Regions from separate parts of the Rattus norvegicus genome. Here region 1 is linked to region 2. A link is a contact called in public Hi-C data. All regions are on one chromosome and are shown on one strand. The core of a region is the stretch at or near the end of the contact, and the rest is flanking DNA. Distances in the headings are between cores, read along the strand shown. Region 1 holds the start of LOC120095320 (protein FAM162A-like). Region 2 holds the start of Jade2 (jade family PHD finger 2).

The links. Hi-C and Micro-C count contacts between places; a contact is called where the count stands out from the background.
Region 1: a Hi-C map of hepatocytes shows a contact between it and region 2, with 1.7 times the contacts expected there. The contact joins the promoter of LOC120095320 here to the promoter of Jade2 in region 2. A contact is called at or near these places in 2 of 12 Hi-C or Micro-C datasets (hepatocytes and kidney).

The regions. Positions count from the first base shown.
Region 1 is chr10:36,886,447-36,890,922 of GRCr8, forward strand. LOC120095320 (protein FAM162A-like) reads left to right here and starts at 1,616. Exons shown (of 1, transcript XM_063270098.1): 1 at 1,616-4,476.
Region 2 is chr10:36,621,553-36,625,986 of GRCr8, forward strand. It overlaps Jade2 (jade family PHD finger 2), which reads right to left and starts at 2,157. Exons shown (of 12, transcript NM_001106998.3): 1 at 1,816-2,157. LOC134480688 (a long non-coding RNA gene) reads left to right here and starts at 3,779. Exons shown (of 6, transcript XR_010055343.1): 1 at 3,779-4,434.

The sequences.
Region 1 (4,476 bases), core at 366-2,865, 260 kb after region 2:
TTGTGCAGCATGCTTCAATTGTGAATCAGCTCAGGTTAGAGCAACGAATGGCCTGCTACTAGAACATTCTCAGGGGGACCCTGGCTTTGAAAAGCCCCGATCTTTGCTGGAATCCTTCAGTAGGCTTTGAAGGGCAGGCACATAGCTTTGGAGTTTAGAGAAAGTGACCTGTGTGACTGGTGGCTTTTGCAAGGCAACTATGTGCTGAGACCTGAGGGAGACACGAAGGACGCTTGCAGGCAGGCTGTTAAGTATTGGCACAGGTCACAGATCATGTCCTCAGAGTTCGTGCACTGAACTCCCTCTCTCCATGGCATTTATTTGAACCAGGTTTTATTTATACTTACTTGTGGTACACATGCATGGAGGTCAGGGACAACCTGTAGTAGTCCCTTCCACCATGTGAGTTTGAGAGAAGGAGTTCAGGGCATCAGGCTTTGAGATAAACACCCTTACCCACTGAGCCATCTTTTACTGGCCTTTGAAACAGTTTTAAATTAATTTTTATCTTATGTGTATACGTGTTCCTGCTTGCTTGTCTCTATGTACACCATATGCTTGCAGTACCCAGAAATGCTAGAAGACAATGTTGAATTCCCTGGAGGCACCTAATGTGAATTCTGAAACTGATTTCAGGTCCTCTACAAGGACAGCAAGTGCTCTTACCCACTGAGCCATCTCTCCAGCCCCTGTCTCTAATATGTGTGTTTGTGCACATATGCACACACAGCACATGCACATATGTGCACATGGGCATGTAGGTGCCTGAGGAATCCACAAGAGGGTGTCAGATCCCCTGGAACTAGAGCGACTAATTGTGAGTTGCTCCATATGAATGCTGGGAACTGACGTTGGATCCTCTACAAGAACAGTGTGTACTCTTGACTTTGGGTCTGGTCCTTGGTTAATATTGCAAAACATAGTCAAACACCTCTGTCTCCTGCCATCACAGCTATCAGTCTGCAGCAGCAGCACCTCTAACTTTGGCCTGCATGAGACTATCCTATCAGTATGCAGACACAGCTCTCTGAACTCCCGGAAACAAACTCCTTAAGCACTTGCCCCTTCCTGTGCTCCCACAAGCAAAACTTAAAGAACATCTTGGGGACTGGAACTGGGGCTTGGTGGCACAGTGCATGCCCAGTGTGTGCCAAGGCCTTGGTTTCATTCCCAGGTCTGTGGAAAGCAAATGTCAGATCACCTCGTTGTCTTCTGTTGGTCCTTTCCGATTTATTTTTACTTTTAAATTTATGTTAGTGTTTATGGTGATATAGATTTGTGTGTGTGAGTATGTGTACATACATTCAAATTGCCCAGGGAGGCCAAAAGAGGGTATCAGATTCCCTGGAACTGGAGAAGCAGATAACTGTGAATAACTCTGGAATAACAGCCAGTACCCTATCTCTCTCTCTATCTCTTTCCCCCTCCCTCCCCCTCCCTCCCCCTCCCTCCCCCTCCCCCTCCTTCTCCCTCCCCCTCTTCCTCTCTCCCCCTCCCCCTCCCTCCCCCTCCCCCTCCTTCTCCCTCCCCCTCCCCCTCCTCCCCCTCCCCCTCCTCCCACTCCCTCCTCCTCCCTCCCCCTCCTACTCCCCCTCCCTCCCCCTCCTCTCTTTGAGACAGGTTTTTTTTTGTTTGTTTTTTTTTTTAAAGATTCATTCATTCATTTATTATATATAAGTACACTGTAGCTGTCTTCAGATACACCAGAAGAGGGCATCGGTTCTCTTTACAGATGGTTGTGAGCCACCATGTGGTTGCTGGGAATTGAACTCATGACCTCTGGAAGAGCAGTTGGGTGCTCTTAACCGCTGAGCTATCTCCAGCCCAAGACAGGTTTTTTTTTTTTTTTCTTTGTATAGCCCTGGCTATCCTGGAACTAGCTCTAATGACTAGGCTAGCCTCAAACTCAGAGATCTGTCTACCTCTGCCTCCCAGGTTTTGGGATTAAAAGGTCTGCACTGCCAGCACTGCTGCTACCTCAGACTCTGCCCTGCAAATCTGTGAAGAGATGGCAAAAAAAAAAAATCCCAGCTTGTAGCCTCAACTTCTACTGTGAGCTTCTGAGCTACATAACCAACTGCCCACTTGATGTGCTTCCTTTGACCAGCATCTCAAAATGAGTTCCTGGGGCCAACGAGCTGGTTCAGTGGGTAAAGGAGCTTGCTGTCAAGCCTGATGACTTGAGTTTGGTTCCCTGAATCCATGACGTGGAAAGCAAGAATTGATTCCCACATCTGTCTTCTGACCTCTGCCACAAGCTGAGTCTCATCCCTCTTCAAAAAGTAAATAAGAAATAAAAAGAAAATGACATCCTTGTCTCGAGTGCAAATTCCTGGTCCCAGAGGTCCAGTAGGGAGACTTCTAAAACTGTCTTTCTCCTTATTACCTGTCCTAGCTCAAGCCTCCTAAGAAAGCTCTCCTGCCCCTGCTGCCCAACCTAATGTGAACCCATTTCACAGAGGGGCACTGGCCCAGTGCTGGAGGACTGGACAGAGCTGCACTGGTTTTTTGAGGCCTCTGTTGGCCCGACAGGGTCAGACTAGGTCAGACAAGGCTTCTGGACAGGACCCCACTGAATTCTAGGTAGGAGGAGCAAAGGTGGGGGCGGGGGCAGAGTTGCTCTGTGACAGACAAGTGGCCCTCTGGCACTCTGGCACCATCTGCTGGGCAGACTACTGGGTGATGATGGTTTAGGGCATTAGCTAGGATGAAGCTGTGCAGCGACAGTCCCCTGTCTTTGCCTTCTCTGAGCCCTTGGGGGCACCCATCTGTTCTAGTAGGTTCTCCATTCTGAGGTGGAGTGGAGCAAAGCACAGGGCATTCTGTTCTGATAAGCTTTGGCCTCCTGTGTTGGGATAGCCACAGCCAGGCCCAAAGCCTATGTCCTCACTTCTCTGATGTGTAATCTGGCACCATTTATGTAGCCACACCATCTTTCCCTGGTGTTACAGAGTTGAGCTCCTGCCTGGCACACTAGTTTACACAGTGCCATTCCTCAGCTCCTGCCTTGGAGGGAGGCCCACAACCTGGGCCTCTGGTGGTATAGGGTATAAATGTGTGTCAACCAACTCTCTCCTCTGTCACTTAGTTGTGGACACCACTCTTGCCTTGAGTTTCTGACGAAGCATCCTGAGGTGAGCAAAGGCTCTGCGTGGGATGGCCCACGGAGAGGCAAGGACAGACTTTTCTGGAGCTTTGTCCAAGGTCAAGGGCCAAGGCTAGACTCTGGGCACTAAGCTGTCCTAGGGACCTTCCCACTGCGCTGCTCCCAACACCTTTTGTTGCTCCTCCAGCTTTGGCAGAGAGTGGTTGGGCAGCCATGTGAATGAGCGGCCACTGAAGCTCTAAGGTGACACCGACACGATGTAAAGCACACAGAATGTATTACCACATTGCTGGGTCCTAAAAACAATCTTTCAGGGTCTGGAGGAATGGCCTGGCTGTTCAGAGTACTTCTGAAAGATCTGGGTTCCACTTCCAGCACCTACATCGGGAATTCACAACCCTGGCCTCAAACACCAATAGCTCTGGTTCCAGGGGATCCAACACCCTCTTCTGGCCTCGGAGGGCATTTGCATGGATATGGTGCACATGCATGCATTTAGGTACATACGCATAAATATAAAACAAATCATACATTAATATTTTTTTCTTTTTCTTTTTTTAAAAATTTATTCATTTATTATATATAAGTACACTGTAGCTGTCTTCAGATACACCAGAAGAGGGCATCAGATCTCTTTACAGATTATTGTGAGCCACCATGTGGTTGCTGGGAATTGAATTTTAATATTTATTTTTTAAAAATTTTCTCTTTCTGCTGGGCAGTGGTGGTGCACACCTTTGATCCCAGCACTTGCAAGGCAGAGGCAGGTGGATCTCTGTGAGTTAAGGCCAGTCTTGTCTGCAGAGTGAGTTCCAGGACAGAGCTACACACAGAGAAATCTTAAAATTTAATCTATGTGCATGTGTGTGTGTATGTGTGTGTGTGTGTGTGTGTGTGTATGCTGCACACGCGTGCGCCTGTGTGTTCTGTATGTTATGCCATGCATGTGGATATCAGAAGGCTGCTGAGTCATCTTGCTGGCCCTATTTAAAATTTATTTTGTGTGTATGGTGTGTGCGTGCGTGACACATATGTTTTTGGAGACCAAAAGACAACATCTGGGAGTCAGCTCTCTCTCTCTTTTTTTTTTTTTTTTTTTTTTTCCGGAGCTGGGGACCAAACCCAGGGCCTTGCACTCGCTAGGCAAGCGCTCTACCACTGAGCTAAATCCCCAACCCCGGGAGTTAGCTCTCTTACACCATGTGGATACCTGGGTTTGAATTTGGGTTGACAGGTTTTGAGGCACTGAGCCATCTCTCCAGTCCACATGCTACTGTCTTTTGTTTGTTTAGTCAGGTTTTTTGTTGTTTTGTTTTGCTTTTTTTTTTTTCCAAGACGGAATTTCTCTGTGTAAAAGCTCTGGCCGTCCT
Region 2 (4,434 bases), core at 907-3,406:
TGGTTAAAAAAAAAAGTGCACAGGCCGGCTGCAGCGGCTAAGGGGATTAGAAGAGGGTTGCCCGCCTCCAGCCTGCCCCTGGCGGCCGGCGACGGGCACGCAGGCTGGAGGCGCGCCGGCGTGATTCCGACCGCCGGAGCCGGGAGGAGGAGCCGGAGGTGGCTGAGGGGGGCTCCGGCCCAGGCGTAGGAAGGGCAAGAGGCGGTTCGGGCCGGGGGCGGTGCCAGGAGGTGGGTGGGCTTGGCGCCCGGGGCGGGGGAGGGGTCTAGGGGACTGGGGAAGGGCAACTGAGCCCAGGGTGGGGGCGGGGGTACTGAGCGGGGCAGAGGTGTGCAGTAGGGGGACCGGGCTGAGCTGGCTGGGCCTCCCTAGAAGGTAGAGGGAAGCCTCCAAGCCGGTTTTGCAGATGTCCTCACCCTCCGGCGGAAAAGCTACGAGTCTCCAAGCTGACCCAAGATCACCCCTTGCCCGAAGAAGGGGAGATCTCAAGAGCCCAGGGATGGGCGGGAAGGGACCATGGGGAGCCACAAGTCTGCACCCAGGCGGGGAGTGGGCGAGCGAGAGCCGCTCCGCAGGCGCAGGCAAGTGGGTGGGAAGGAGGGAGGGAGAGGGAGGAAGGAGGTGAGCCGGGAAGATGCCACTGCCGGGGGCGGGGCCGGGGATCCGGCAGAAGGACTGCAGCAGTGTTTGGTGGGGGCGGGGGCTGCAATGTCACTCATTTTGGGGTCAGGTGCGTGTGTCCCAGGCATGGCCCGCCACTTGTCTGCTGCTCCTAGGCACCACCCAGAGTTTAGTAAGGGCGGAGGGAAGGGGGGGGGGAGCTGCAGAGTCGTCCCTGAAGCGGGACGCGAACCAGCAGAGTTGGGAGAAGGTAAACAAGGGCCACGCCCCCTGCCGTCGCCCCGCGAGCGCGCACCCGCCGCTCCGGCCGTCGCCGGTACATTTCCACTCTCGCAGTGCCTCTCCCCCACCGGACTCCCGCGCAGCACCGGGAAGCTGCTGTCCACTACCCCAATATGCACCCTGGCTGCCGGGGTTGCGCACCCAGCACTCACCTGGGAACGTTGTCCCCCGCCCCTTAAAAAGAAAAAAAAAACTAATTTGTGCAATGCCTCTGAACCCAAGAACCGAGCATGCTGCCCCCGCGTGCAGCTCCCGCGTGCACCCAGCCTGGAAAGGGGGCGCAGGGCGGAGGCGGTGGCCCCCGGAAGGTGTCTAGGACTGGACCGGCTGCACGTGAGCCCAGCGCGGGGTCATGTGCATCGGCTCAGCCCGGTTCGGCACCCGGACGTGCTGCGTATCAACAAAATGAAACTCGGGTAGACAGAAGGGCAGATGGCTCCAGGTTTCCCGTGCCCCGGTGCCCTGCCGCTCGGCCTCCCCACCCCGCACCCCGGTCGCGCCGCAGCCCCTCGGGCCGGCCGGAGCCCGCGAGGCAAGTTGCAGCCCCAGCGCCCCCACCCGCCCGCGCCCCCTCGCCGGCCCAGGGGCGCTTTGCCGCAGTCATTAATAAAGAAGGTCGCCAGGCTCACCCTTCCAAAAGTTGTTGCATGCGCCCCTCTCAGCCTCCCCGCACTGTACTCTTTAAAACACGGCTGACCAACATGCGCAATCTCTCTCCCCAGTGCTGTGCGTCCCCCCCCCCCCCACCCCCCGCGCTGGCTTCCTAGAACAGGCAGCCAGCGAGAGAGGGAGCGAGCGAGCAAGAGAGAGAGGGAGCGAGGAGCACTGGCAGATCTGTTGAAAAAAAAAAAAAGCCCACAAAATAACGCCGTGGAGATGCGCAGGGCCCATCCGCCGGGGGCTGGCTCTTACCTTGCTCCGCGGTGCCCTCCCGAGGGGCGCTGCCCTCGGCTACGCGCCGCGGCGGGGGCCGGCGCGGGAAGGATGCTCCTGAAGCCAGGAGCTCCTGGGGCCGGCGCGGGAGGGCGGGGGGCGCGCATCCATCCGGGGTCGTGGCGAGGGAGGCGACCGGGCCGCAGCGTCCCCCAAGCCCCGCACCCCTGCTGGGAAGATGGTCAGCCCTCCAGTCCAGAGCTGGTGCCACTAGGAGTGGGCGCAAAGTAACTCCATGGACGCTACTCACCCCCCCAAAAAATAGCCTCCAACTGCGATGGCCGCGGTCGGCACCATTCACCAACCCCCGTGTATGTTTCTGTTTCTTTTTAAACCAAGACTTCCTTGTGATCTCTTTAGAGGGGGAAAAAATGTGTTGGGGTGGGGGTGGGGTGGGGGCGGGCAAGAAGAGAGGGAGGGGGAGTAGCCACTTTTTTCTAATTCACTCGGATCTCCGCTCCCGGCACCCCCCTGTCGTGTCCCCCCCCTTCCCAGTTGTTTGGCTCCGGCGACAGTCCCAGGTAGCGTTGCGGCCCCCCCGGGGGGGGTGCCCTGCACGGTCACCCGTCCGCCTGCACGCGGGCCCGGACTCCTCGTGGACTCTGGGGCGCCCCCAGCCCGCCCTGTCCCCAGGGCCGGGCCCGAGCGCCGGCTGAGCCCGTGCAAGTCCCATCAGGTCGGCTCACACTTCACACACTCACACACATACCCCGCCCCTCCACTCGCTCACTCACACTTTCTGCTCACACCCCGCCCCCTTCGCGCCCCAGACCCAGGCGGAGCCCCCCGCAACCTTAAAAAAAAAAAAAGCAAGCTTATACTTAAAAAAATCTTTTGGCGCCATATTAATGACGTACTTAAAATTTGCCATTTCTCCCTGCGTCAAAAAGACGTTTCTTTGCAAATAACAGCCTGGAGGCGACACTCGCGGAGGAAACGAGGCTTGCACGGAGTACCCAGCCCGCCCGCCCCACCCCCAGGGACTCCGGTGCTGGAAGACCCTCGCCCTCCGCCCGGTTTCGGAATCACTGGTTTTAAAATCGAAATCGAATAAATCGCGTGGCGTTTTTTGCAGCGCCAGAAGTGAGCAGAAAGTGCAGGCAGGAGTGCAGGGGAGGGGCGCGCATGGGGCTGGGGGAGGGGGCGCGGTCCTCCTTCCCCCCACCCACACCAAATGCAAACTAGCATCCTAGGTAGGGAAAGTTGAAATTGTGGGCGACCTCCGGAAGAGAGGGGCAGTCCTTAGAGGGGGGTCCCTTCTTGGGCTCGTTGCCCCCTCCCCCTCGCGGGTGCCTCCTGGCGCCCGGTGCTGCCCTGCATTTCCGGGGGGGGGGGGTGAGGCGCACTGTGATGGGTGGGTGGCTAGCAGGGTGGCAACATGTCCTAGCCTCAGGAGGAGTTTGCCCCCGGGTACCCCCTTTCTCCTGCCTCGTGCTTTTTATAACCGCAAAGGGTTAAAAACCGAGGGGCAACTTCCCTGGGTTGGTACTTGGCAGAGAAGCGGGGCGCCCCTCTCCCCACCCTCTCCTTCTCGCCCCTCCTCCTCCGACTCCACTTCCCGACTTGACCTTGTGGTGCACAAACAGTGCTCTCCAATCCTCGCAGTTTCTGGAAGAAGAGCCTGCGCTCGCCAGGCGGGCGGGCTGTCGGGCGGCTAGCCGGCAGTGGCGGAGCCTTGGGTCGGTTCCCTGAGCTGCGGGCCACACCCACCCTACCCGCTGCGCCTGGGGAGCTCACCTTCTCTCTAGGAAGGAAAAGGGCAGGCCTCCAGGATGGGTAGGCACGTGGGGGGCAACCTTTTGCCTCGTGGGAATGCTCCAGCTGGGGAGATTGGCTAGCTTCGGGCTGAGGTTTGGGGAAGCCTGGCCCAGCATCCCTAAGGCTTCTCATCTCATCCTTCCCAATATATTCTGCCCCTTCCAAGATAATACAATGATTTCACCCCCCAAACTCACCTTTGTTTTTGAAGGAAGGTGGATGAGTTTCAAATCCCTTTCCCTCTCCAGGACTGAAGGTTGTTTATTTTTCCTTTCCCCTCCACCCCCACCCCTCTTGCATGCAAAGATAAATATTCAATTTACATAAGATGACATTTATGTGACAATTAAGGAGATTCCCCGATGGAATGTTGTGAACACATTTGCTTATAGGAGAAATAAATCTAATAATAAACAAACTCAGAACAGCTCAAATCCTCTGACAGGGAGGTTGTCTCTGCAACAAAGAGGGGCATGAGGGACTCTGAAAGCTCTCTGTGCAACAAGAAAGAGATGAACCCAAAGGAAGCCACCAGCAGAATTTCTTTTCTTTGGCCTTCATTCACAAAGTTTGAAGAGGCTTGCCTGGCAAGAGGAGGGACTGGCTCACCATCACCTCACAGTTAGCCCTGGCTTTGGTTTTCAATGGTCCACTGAGATTTTCCCAGGCCAAGGTCAATGTCTGCTAACAGGTGTTGCAGGCAGGGAGTGCCCAACAGAGTGGTTAATGGCTTCTAATCCTGGCTTTCCTTTTCAGAAGGCTGAAGCGGGCCAGTGACTACATCTCTCTGGGTCTGTGTTCACCTTGGTGAGCCGAAAACTCCAGAGACACCTGTGGACA